Regions from separate parts of the Mus musculus genome. Here region 1 is linked to region 2. A link is a contact called in public Hi-C data. All regions are on one chromosome and are shown on one strand. The core of a region is the stretch at or near the end of the contact, and the rest is flanking DNA. Distances in the headings are between cores, read along the strand shown.

Region 1 (5,223 bases), core at 2,509-5,008, 52 kb before region 2:
GGACTGAATGCAATGGGACCAGTGAAGCTCAGAGCTTGGGAAGAGGGATCCTGAGACCCAAGGGTGTGGCCAGGTATACGGAAGAATATTCAACAGTTTGCTCTGTTTTTAAGAAAGCTATTACTCGTTTAAAATTTCTAACATTTAAGGGCCATGCGAGATCATTACCAAAACAGTGAACTAGGCCCAAATGTTCTCATGGTGGAGAGGTTCCAACTACAGTTCCATGTTTCTGAGTTCAGAGAATTATATGCATTAGCCCACTCCTATTCCCACAAATACAAATTTCCACTTCCATAAGACTTGCAAGGTTTTGTTATTTCTTTAAAGCTAAAAAAAAATAGTATATGCTCATTTTTGTTGAAATAGATATTGCTTTTAGAGAATGAAATATTTACTCATTAGCTCAAAACCAGAACACCACCTTTATAAGTTTTCTTTCCTGAGAAACATCTGTGGTATGCCAGTGTCGAGGATAAAACAGAAGGCCCTGAACTCCTGGCTTTGTGACTTGAGACTTGAAGCAGGCCATTCAAAATTCCTAGGTCTAGCTTGGGTTTTCATTTGTAAAATACACAGGGCTAAAGGCAATGATCTGTGAGTCCCTTCCAGATCTAAAATTCTCTCTATTGACTAAGTCATTAAAAACTAAGTGTCTGCTTAGATACTAAAGCCACACTGCCTTTTGGATTTTTATTGAAATTGCAACTTCTTACAGATAATGATGCAAAATGGAAAATTATATTATCATGTTCAAATCATGTATATAAATATTCTTTCCCTGAACTTGTGTCATAAGAGCTGCTTGTCTCAAAGTTAGGAAAAATTTAAAAACACTTGTACAGATGTCCACAATGATTTTACAATCACATAATCATTCTATTATTTTACCTCCTTAAAAGATACCTAAATAGGTCTTTGAAAGTTAGCTAAATACAAAAAGTAAGACTGCAAGGTAAGTAAGTGGCTTGGTCTCTCTAAAGCAGCATGTAAAGAAATTCTGCAGGCCGGGCGTGGTGGCGCACGCCTTTAATCCCAGCACTCGGGAGGCAGGCGGATTTCTGAGTTTGAGGGCAGCCTGGTCTACAGAGTGAGTTCCAGGACAGCTAAACCAGAGAAACCCTGTGTGTGTGTGTGTGTGTGTGTGTGTGTGTGTGTGTGTGTGTGTGTGTGTGTGTGTGGCGGGGGTCATCTGGAGTGAGCCCGGGGATAATGGCAGAGAACTTGCTTAGCCCTTGGTAGTCCCTATACAAAAAAGGGGGAAAATTAAGCATAGACTCCATTATGCTGGGTGACTCTTTGCAAAACAATTCTAATTGCCTCCAAGTACAATAAAGGGGTTGGAGAATTCCAGAGGCACTTTTCTGGAACAAGTGGGACAAGGCAGCTAGAGAAAGTTTGAGAACCTAAAACAGTTTAGCAGATAAGGAGAGAGAGAGAAAGACTACAACCTCCCTCCCATGTAGGCACACCCGCGCAGATTCCGTGGACTCCTTTTATTGGATCCTCAATATATTTTCTGGCTTCTGTACTAGGTAAGCTAACCATATTAATACGTCTCTGTGCAAAACCAGGAAGACACACATTGCTTTTTTCCTTTATTATTAAGGTAGCTTTACCTAACCCAATTTTCAGTTTAAATATAACAGACACTTGAGAGCCATAGTAAAGAAAAATGGAGTTAAAAGCTAATAATCCAAGTTGCCCCAAGTTCTGACAAGTTAAAAGGACAATTTATTTTTAATAAATAAAAATAAAACAAGCTGTTAATTTGTAGAAGGTTGATTTGGGATTCATTATTTCCAGCTTAGAGTCAAACAATAAAAAAAGTTATGTGAGAATAAAAGACTTTGTAATAAGGTTTCTGGGGTACTTTTTCCACCGTGCACTGAGCACAACTATTCCCTCCTCTCTAACAACGTAAAACTACATTGGAATTCTTTAAGATCCAAATGATGAAAAAATATAGCAGGGTACATTTCTGTGGTTGTACAGAGAATCCTTTTACCAGCCAATCCTATCTCCCTCTGGGACAACCCCCCCGACCCCCGACCCCCGGAAGAGGTAAGAAAATTGAACAAACCTGGGCTCGAACTTCCAAAGGAAGCCTGGGAGAGTGAGAGAGAGAAAAGAAAACTGTGAGGTTGAATCCTGTAGCAAGGAAAAGGAGGCAGCGCAGGCAACAGGGCGCAGAGGGGGCGGAGCCGAGCGCTCCCAGGCAGCTGCCAAAAAGTGCAAGACGTAGCTTCGCTCCAATCGCTCCCGGCCCCTTTCGGGCCCCCTCTTGGCTGCCTCGCCTTCCTCCCCAAGTCCCCAGTGTACAAACTCGCAGACTCCGGACGAGGGCTGGAGTTGAAACGGGCAACTCCGAGACACCGTTTAGAGCTCGGCAAGTTACAAAGCCGGGAAGCCGAAGCCAGAGCTTACCCGGCTCGCAGCATCAATCCTTCATCCCGGGCATCTCACGAGTCCCCCGACTACAGCAGCTCACCCAGCTCTCCGCTGGCCCTAGAGCAACTCCTCGAAACGCAACCCCGTCCCCTAGGAGGGTCTCACCCTCTGAGACACACACACACAGCCTGCCCTTGGAGTGCGCGGGCGCCCCAACTCCAGGGTTTGTCGACTGCCCCAAGCGTAGGCCAGCTCGACCCTGACACTGGTCCCCAACCCAACGCGGGAGCACCCTCCCGCCCCCACCTCCCCACCCCCACCCACCAGCCGCTGAGGTCGGAGGAGCCGCGACCACTGAGTCTGGGACCAGCCGGGTCCTCCCCCGGGGGAGCGGTCGGTCCCCGGCCCGCCAGCTCGGCCCTAGCACACACAGCTCGCTCCTGCCCAGCCCCGGTGCTCCCATCACGCCGCCCCCTCCCCCAGCTTGCCCGTCCCAGGGGAGCCCGGTGCCCGGCAGCCCGGGTCGCCCGGTGCCCCCCCCCCCAAGTCCGGCCCGGGGTAAAGAGACTCTCGGGCCGCTCGGCGGGCGAGGGCGTCGAGGTGTGGGTCGGTCTCTGCGCCCGGGGACGCCGCACCTCGCAGGCTTCGGGGTAGAGAGTCCCGCTCCGCTCCCGCTGGCCTCGGAGCCCCCGGTCAGGAGAGGCGGCGGGCGGCCGGATTGCCGAGGGCCGGGTCGGCTCACTCCGGCGGGGCAGTGGCGCAGCCCGCTCTCCGCGCTGCATTCCAGCCGCCGACCGAGGATCGGCCGCTCTCCACCCACCCCGATCCCGGGAGGAGGCGCCGAGCGAACGGCGGCCCGCGTCAGCCGCCCCGGCCACGGCCCGGAGGCTACCCCGGCCCGAGGCTCGCCGCCGCCGCCCTCCGCCGCCCGGCCCCGCCGCCCGGCCCGGCCGGGGTCGGAGCCGCCGCGGCCTAGTCCCGAAGGGAGACCGCTCCCGCGCCCGCTCCCGCCCCTCCGGCAGCCTCGCCGCGCCTCGCCGCCGCCCCGCGCCCCCCATCCCCCGTCGCCGCCGCGCCGCCTTCCGAGGACCCGCGGGAGGAGCCGTGGCTCTCGGGCCGGCTGCGGGGCTTCGGAGGGCCGCCCGGCTCCCGCTCCAGCACGGCCGCCGCTGCCCGGTTTCTCCGCTCACCTCCGCCATATTGGTACCTTTAGGGCGAACGAGCAGCGCCGAGCCCAGTCCCCGGATGGGGCGCCTGAGCCAATCGCAGCCGCCGCCGCCGCTGCCGCCGCCGCGGCCCGCCAGGCACCCGCCCGGAGGCAGAGGCGGCTCGGCCCCTTATAGGGCAGGCCGGCCCGCGACGCCCCCGGCCCGCTCGCACACCCACGCCGTCCGGCGCTCCCGCGGCCGCCGCTCCTGCACGCGCCCGCCCCGCGCGCCCACGGCGCTCTGCCCCGGCTGGAGTAAAGTTCCAGCTGAACTGCGGGCGAGCGCGGGGACCGGCCGGTGGGTGCGGTGGGGGGGCCGGAGGGAGGGAGGGAGGGAGGGAGGGCGAGCCCGGGGCGGGGGAGGAAGGAGGGTGGCGGGAGACTCGGAGGAGGACTCGACGGACTTTCCCGAAGTGAGAAGAGTACGCGATGGCAAGTGAGCGAGCCGCTGATGGGCAAAAGAGGAGAGAGACCCGGACAGGAAGCAGGACGGCTAGGCACCTGCAGGAATGGAATGCGCATCGGCGTTCAGTGGCTTGGAGTGAACTGTGGAAGTAGACATTTGCCAGACAGGCTCTGGAAGATGATGGCAATTCAGAAGGCAGAAAGACTGACAGACGGAGCCAGACATGATGAGCGTGCTTGCGCGACATTCATAGCCTGTACACTTTTTTTTTTTTAAAGACCAGTTCTAGGAGTTATTAATCACAAATAGTCTAGAAGATGACCCGAAGATATACACTTGATAAACCTTTTAAAAAGCAGAGTGTCAAAGACCCTGAACCAAATTGCAAAAACTGCCTCTCACACCTACCTCGGGGGTAAATAAAAACAACATTGTTTGAGATTATACATACAATAAATGTGGTCTCCTGGATAAGTGGATACATGGAAGAGAGAGAGAGACTTAGCAGATGTATCTGTTTCTGCATAGGCTTCAAGAAATAATCCTGTGTATGAAAACAGATCCATGAGAAGATAATATACAAACAGGAAGGTGTGCTAAGACCTTACAGGGGCTTAGAGTGTCCGTGAAGACCAGAGCTCTCCTCCCAGATGCCTGCCAGGAGCTTGTAATAAATATTAATGGCAAAATGAGGTTTGCACTGTAGCTTCATAAATTTAAGCATTTTTAAGATGCTAAAACTTTTCATAACTTTAAACCTTAATTACACTGTTCAGGTTTGAGCCTAGGGTCTCCAATTCCCTCACTGGATGAGGATGGAGATGGGTTATGGGAAGAAGCAACGGTTACTTTTAAAGAGGATTACCAAGGCAAAAAAAAAAAAAAAATCAACCTAAAAACACGGGTAAAAGTTATTTATTCGTGGAAATTTTACAGAAGAAAAAAGTCACTCAACTTCAAAACATCCAAAAGACATGGAAAATTACACTTCCCCTACTGTGAATGATATCACAAACTTTTGTCCAATCAAATAACTCAAAAACAGGCTTGGCACATGTTGTCCCTACCATCTTCAACGAGGCGTTCAAAGTTGTAAAAGTTAAAAAACAAAACAAAACAAAAAACCCTGTGGCTTGAAATGGAGCAGAGTGACCAGGGTTAGTGAGGGGCAGTGCGCACCCACACCCTCTGATAAAGCCAGAAAGCACTGCTCAGCAGC
Region 2 (5,602 bases), core at 1,217-3,716:
CAGAGAGGTAGATGAGAGTTCCACATCTTGGCAGGCAGCAGGGAGAGAGAGCTATTGGTCCTGGTTTGAGCATCTGAAACCTCAAGCCCTTCCCCAGATACTTTCTCCAACATGGCCACACCTACTCCAACAAGGCCACACCCCGTCCAACAAGGCCACACCCACTCCAACAAGGCCACACCTCCCAATAGAAGTACTCCCTGATACTATGGGGGGTCATTTTCATTTAAACCACTACATTTACCTTCACCACCACCACTGCCACCGCGCTGCCACTGCCACTGCCACCACTACAATGTGTGTTCTTTGTTTGCTTGCAGTGTTGGAGATCAATCCTAGGCCTTGGACATGCTATGCGACACTCTAAAGCTGAGCTCTATCCATAGCACCTGTGTCATTTCACAATTTAAACATAGCTCTCGTTGGTTCAAAGTGTTCTGCCTTCCTGAAGTCTAACTTTCCAGACACCAGCCACTGCCCCACTTTGCAGGCATTCCTTTCTGAGATCCACAATTCCTGGCCCACCACATTCATCTTTTTTTGCACATCCCCTTGGGGAAGATGAGTTTGGAATTGAAACTACTTTGTCATTAAGGAAGCCTCTCTACCTGTCACACACCAGCTCTGTATAACGTCTTGATCTCTCCTTCAAAGACACAGATTTTACCTCTGTCACCCGATAAACTCTATCACTACAGGATGCAGGGCAGCATACTCCTACTATACGGTGTGACAGGACATTACCCCTCTGGCTTTTCTCCCCCAAAAACATCCCTCTAGTCCAGTCACAGGAAAGATACCACAGCAGTGCCAGCCAAAGGAACTTTCCTCAGAATAGCCGATCAATTCACCTCAAATAGTCAAAAACATAAAAGTTGGGCTGGTGAGATGGCTCAGTGGGTAAGAGCACCCGACTGCTCTTCCGAAGGTCCAGAGTTCGGCTCCCAGCAACCACATGGTGGCTCACAACCATCTGTGACGAGATCTGACGCCCTCTTCTGGAGTGTCTGAGGACAGCTACAATGTACTTACATATAATAAATAAATAAATAAATAAATCTTTAAAAAAAAAAACATAAAAGTTACGGTTTGGAAAACTCACAGGCAAGAAGAGCCTGAAGAGAAGACAACAGACAACTTTCCTGAATGTGGCCCAGGACAGAAAAAAAGACACCAGATAAAAACTTGGGGAAATTAGGTGCATTAATTAAAATCAATTATGACATACAATTTATCGACTTTGGAGAGCATGTTCATAAGGAGGGAGGATGTATAGAAAATGGTCTGTTGCAGCTGGGCGTGGTGGCACACACCTTTAATCCCAGCACTCGGGAGGCAGAGGCAGGCGGATTTCTGAGTTCGAGGCCAGCCTGGTCTACAGAGTGAGTTCCAGGACAGCCAGGACTATACAGAGAAACCCTGTCTCAAAGAAAACAACAACAAAAAACCCAAAAAAGGTCTAACCTTATTATTTTTCAGTAAAGTTGAGTTTATTTGTAAATAAATCTTTTTTTTTTGTGTGTGTGATGTGGTTATTTACTAGCAAGTTTCCATAATAAAGTTCATCAAACATATCATTCTTTGTATTATATTTCGTTTTAGAGTATAATGTTTTGTATTTACTTCACAAGTACGACATTTATGTATCTTTACATGAGAACATGGACCTCCATGAGATGGAATCAGTAACTTGAGCAAGTGTGAATTTTAATACCCCAAGAACTGCTAATGATGGGATGGAAATTAATGCTGTTGCCATTTTGTCTTTGTGGTCACCATCTGTTCTCATATAGAAACAACCTCGTCCCTTGGGGAATCACCTAGCTAGTAGATAACTGATAGTTGTATACAAAGATACTGGAGGATCCCCAAAGGGGCAGGAGAGAAAGTTTCTCCTCTTCTTGCCCCATGTTATAGGTGCAGGGCTGCCTGATACGCACAGGTGCAGCGAGCCAGAGTCTTGAAACAGGAACCACCGGCTTCCCCCAACGTCCCCCTCAGTCCCCGGGCGGCCGGGGGGGGGGGGGAGAGTATGCTACAAACTTCCTTCTCCCCTTCCCTGCTGTTTCTTGGCAGGAAGTGGTTAAGGGACCATTTTCAGGTCAGTCAGTGACACCCTCCTGGTGAACCTTAGTGGGTAGAAATAAGATGTTCTGAACTTCTATTTCTAATTGGCTGCCATCTATGCTGCAAATAAAGCTGACATAAGGAAAACGAGGCCCAGGAGGATTGTGGGAAACTAGAGTTGAAGCCACATTTGTATCTTCACCTGGGCACTGTCCCAGAGACGGGAGGCGCTGTTAAACTGTTACTTTCAAAGTCATCCCAATACCTACCACAATAGGAAATGAAGGGGTGTGTGTTCCCTCTCCCTGTCCTTTAGAGACTCGGGGTGTACAGATGCCCAGTTTAATCAGTTTGTCAAGACTTCCCAGTGCCCCTGTACTGCAAACGGGACACACTCAGAGAGAAACAAGCAGGACAGGGTGGTGGCGGCTCCTCCCGACTGCCCTTGCACCCTGGGCCATGGCTGAGTTTATCTCTACAGCCTTCTTATCAGCTCTATTAACTATGTAGTATTCTTCCAATACTTGCTTCTCCGATTAAAGTTACTTGAAATCTATTGCTGCTGTTTGCAAGCAAGAACCTCTGCTTACCACCAGGCCATGGACCTTAGTGGCCAAGCATGCATGAAGTCGGAGGTTCAGTCTCTGGTTTCAGAGGTCAGGGAGCTTGTATATGAAATTCTCAAATAATAAAAAAAAAAAAAAAAAAAAGGAAAAAAGAAATTGAAAAAAAAAAGAACCTTTTGTTTTGTTTTTCTTTTTGAACAATGTGAAAAAGACTTTTCAATAATGAATGGTTTCTCTAGCCTCAAGTGGGACAAACAGAATATATATATATATATTGTGTGTGTGTGTGTGTGTGTGTGTTAAATGTTGAAAGACTCTCTCACAAAATAGTCAGAGAACTCAGTGGAGGGGGGAACCCCTTTTTCTCATGGGGTAAGGGAAGGGAGTCAGATCAGGCCTTACATAGAAGTAGCAGAGGGTGAAGCGTTATGAGACCATCAAAATTTTATAAGAGAGAGAGAGAGAGAGAGAGAGAGAGAGAGACTTGTGTGTAAATAGAAAAGTGTGAAAAAAAATACATGCTGAGATTGAGCCTGAGCTGAGAATAAGATCTTTTAAGTGTGAACAAAATTAGACCTAAGATTAAAGAGAGGCCTGCAAGATGGCTCAGTGGGGAAGGCACTGGCCTTGTGAGCCCAATTACTTGGGTTCCATCCTGAAACCCATGTAAAGGTGGACAAAGAGAGCCAACTCTTGCACATCGTCCCCTGATCTCCATATCATGGTATGAGTACCTATACTCATACATGTGTATACAGCATACACACATACAGCATACACACATACATACATACATACATACTTACATATGGAAGAAAATTTAAAAAGACAAGAAGGAGTAAATAAACACTTATTGAGGAGAAAATAAAAAGAATAGATGAAGAAAGGTTTTGGAAGTAAAGTTGGATAACTGGGTAAAACAAGTTCTTAAAGTGCCTCAGTTGGCCTTCCAGGGTGTTTTAGAATTATTCTAGTCTGAATTCTCTCCTGTGTAGTAGTGAGCTGTCCCAAGATTTGGGAGTGGACAAGGCAGCCAGGCTGAGCAGTGGAGTGGAGAGCAAAACTCCAGCCCCAAGGACAGTCACTGAAAACAGGGCAAAAAGTATGGATTCTTCCAGGTTCTCACAGCTTTGTGCAGATGGAGATGGAGCAAGGCAAATGAGAGCCATATGGGGAAATGGAAAACAAATATCAACATGGCAAATTCAAATCGAACTGCATCAACAACTGGAAGCCGTAAATGTTTAGACACCCTAATTAAAATACAGAGAATCTAACCTATCAATATTGGCTTATAAGCTGTGCTGTGGACCGAGTCTCGTGCTCTTTAAAATTCATTTAAACCCCTGACTTCCCAGAGTAGCTGTGTCTGGGAACAGCAGAGATATGATATATGATGTACACACACACACACACACACACACACACACACACACACACACACATTATAATATATAAATATATAAAATGTATTCACCATTGCTCTCTTCAGACATACCAGAAAAGGGCATCAGACCCCATTGCAGATAGTTGTAAGCGACCACGTGGTTTCTGGGAATTGAACTCAGGACCTCTGGAAGAGCAGTCAATGCTCTTAACCACTGAGCCATCTCTCCAGCCCCAGGCGATATGATCTTTAGGTTGGGAGAGAGTCTTGTAGTTAGTGTGGCTCTGAGGGTGAATTCCTAACTCGATGCAACTGTGACCTTAAAAGAAATTCTCTTCTCTCCTCTTCACAGCAAGGTCCAAACCAGCTAAAGACATATGACAAGATACTGTCCCAAAACCAAAAACAAAATAAAGAGAATGTAAAGTTAAGGAATACCACTGGAAATAAAGGTGTGAATTCCTAACAAGAGTCCAGTCCATCATAAGTACATTAATCTTAAACGTCTATGTGCTCAATAACAAAGCTTTAAGTAGACGCGAAGAGAGTGGGCATGATGGCACACACCTGTAACACCTGTAAGCAGGGGTCTGAGTCAAAAGAATAGGAAGTTGGAGGCCAGCCAGTGTTACACAGTGAGACATGACTCAAGAAACAACAACAACAATATAACAGATAGAACTACAAGGAACAATAGCCAAATCCACAATTATAGTCAGAGATTTTATTAATCCAATTTCAGCAGTTAATAAAAGTGAAGAAAAAGTCAGTAAGAACACAAGACTAAAACACTTACTAACCAACATAACCAAATTTATGTTTACAGACCACTCAAATCCCAAGCAGGAGATTTCAATACATACATAGTAATTAGCAAGAGACACTATCTTGTACACAAAATACTAATCTTTGCAAATTTTATTTTATGAAAATTTGTATTGGACTCGTTGGTCTGTGTGTGCATGGGTGTGTGCATGGTTGTGTGCATGCAGATACACGTGGGTGCCATATCTCACGAGTGGAAGTCTGAGAACAGCTTATGGAAGTCAGTTCTGTCCGTCGTCTACCATGTAGATTCTGAAGCCCAAGCTTAGATTGCTGGGCTGGGCAGCACGTGCCTTTACCATACTGGGCCATCTCATCAGCCCAAGCCTTGACAAATCTTAAATGAGTCATGTCACAAAATGAAACTGGAGAACTCAGACATTACCTTGTCCCAAGATTTGCTGGGGATCCAGGGTGGTAAGTTATCAAGAGAGACAGCTGACTGAAACTGACGCAGACAGACGGCACACTCTCTAGACTGAGGGGCAAAAAGACCACAGTGGAGAAACAATGGCTTCCCCACCATCCTTGCTGGAGCACTTGAGGGATCACAAGCACGGATGAATTGTGGCCAGATTTCACACAGCAGCGTAGTCATCACTGCAAAGCCCAAATACCAAAACATCTACAGGAAAACAAGAGGACCCCATTCCCACCTCATGTAAAGCAATTGTGACTTAGATAGGAAACAAAGAAATTAACATCAACTGCACTGAACCTAAATGTCTGTTCTTTCAGAGATGTTAAGAAAATGAAA

Evidence for each region. Hi-C and Micro-C count contacts between places; a contact is called where the count stands out from the background.
Region 1: a contact with region 2 is called in a Hi-C map of centroblasts, with 1.5 times the contacts expected there. The contact joins the promoter of Mier3 here to the enhancer-like site in region 2. A contact is called at or near these places in 1 of 15 datasets of contacts at CTCF or cohesin (CD8 T cells), 9 of 484 Hi-C or Micro-C datasets (B cells, the G1E-ER4 cell line, LSK cells and 6 more), 5 of 115 datasets of contacts at active chromatin or transcription factors (CD8 T cells, the SCID.adh cell line and embryonic stem cells) and 3 of 9 other capture datasets (adipose tissue, liver and pancreatic islet).

Annotation. Positions count from the first base shown.
Region 1 is chr13:111,684,713-111,689,935 of GRCm38.p6, reverse strand. Mier3 (MIER family member 3) reads right to left here and starts at 3,758. Exons shown (of 13, transcript NM_172593.3): 1 at 3,582-3,758; 2 at 2,084-2,108. The coding sequence starts at 3,590.
Region 2 is chr13:111,631,210-111,636,811 of GRCm38.p6, reverse strand. The region is part of intron 2 of Gm15286 (a long non-coding RNA gene); the gene reads right to left. Among named protein-coding and RNA genes, the nearest start is that of Mier3, 52 kb to the left of the region's middle. Within about 2 kb of position 2,466, at least 71 of the 459 cell types and tissues checked have an H3K27ac peak or open chromatin away from gene starts, as enhancers often do. A contact at or near this core is called in B cells, CD8 T cells, the G1E-ER4 cell line and 3 more, where this site is marked.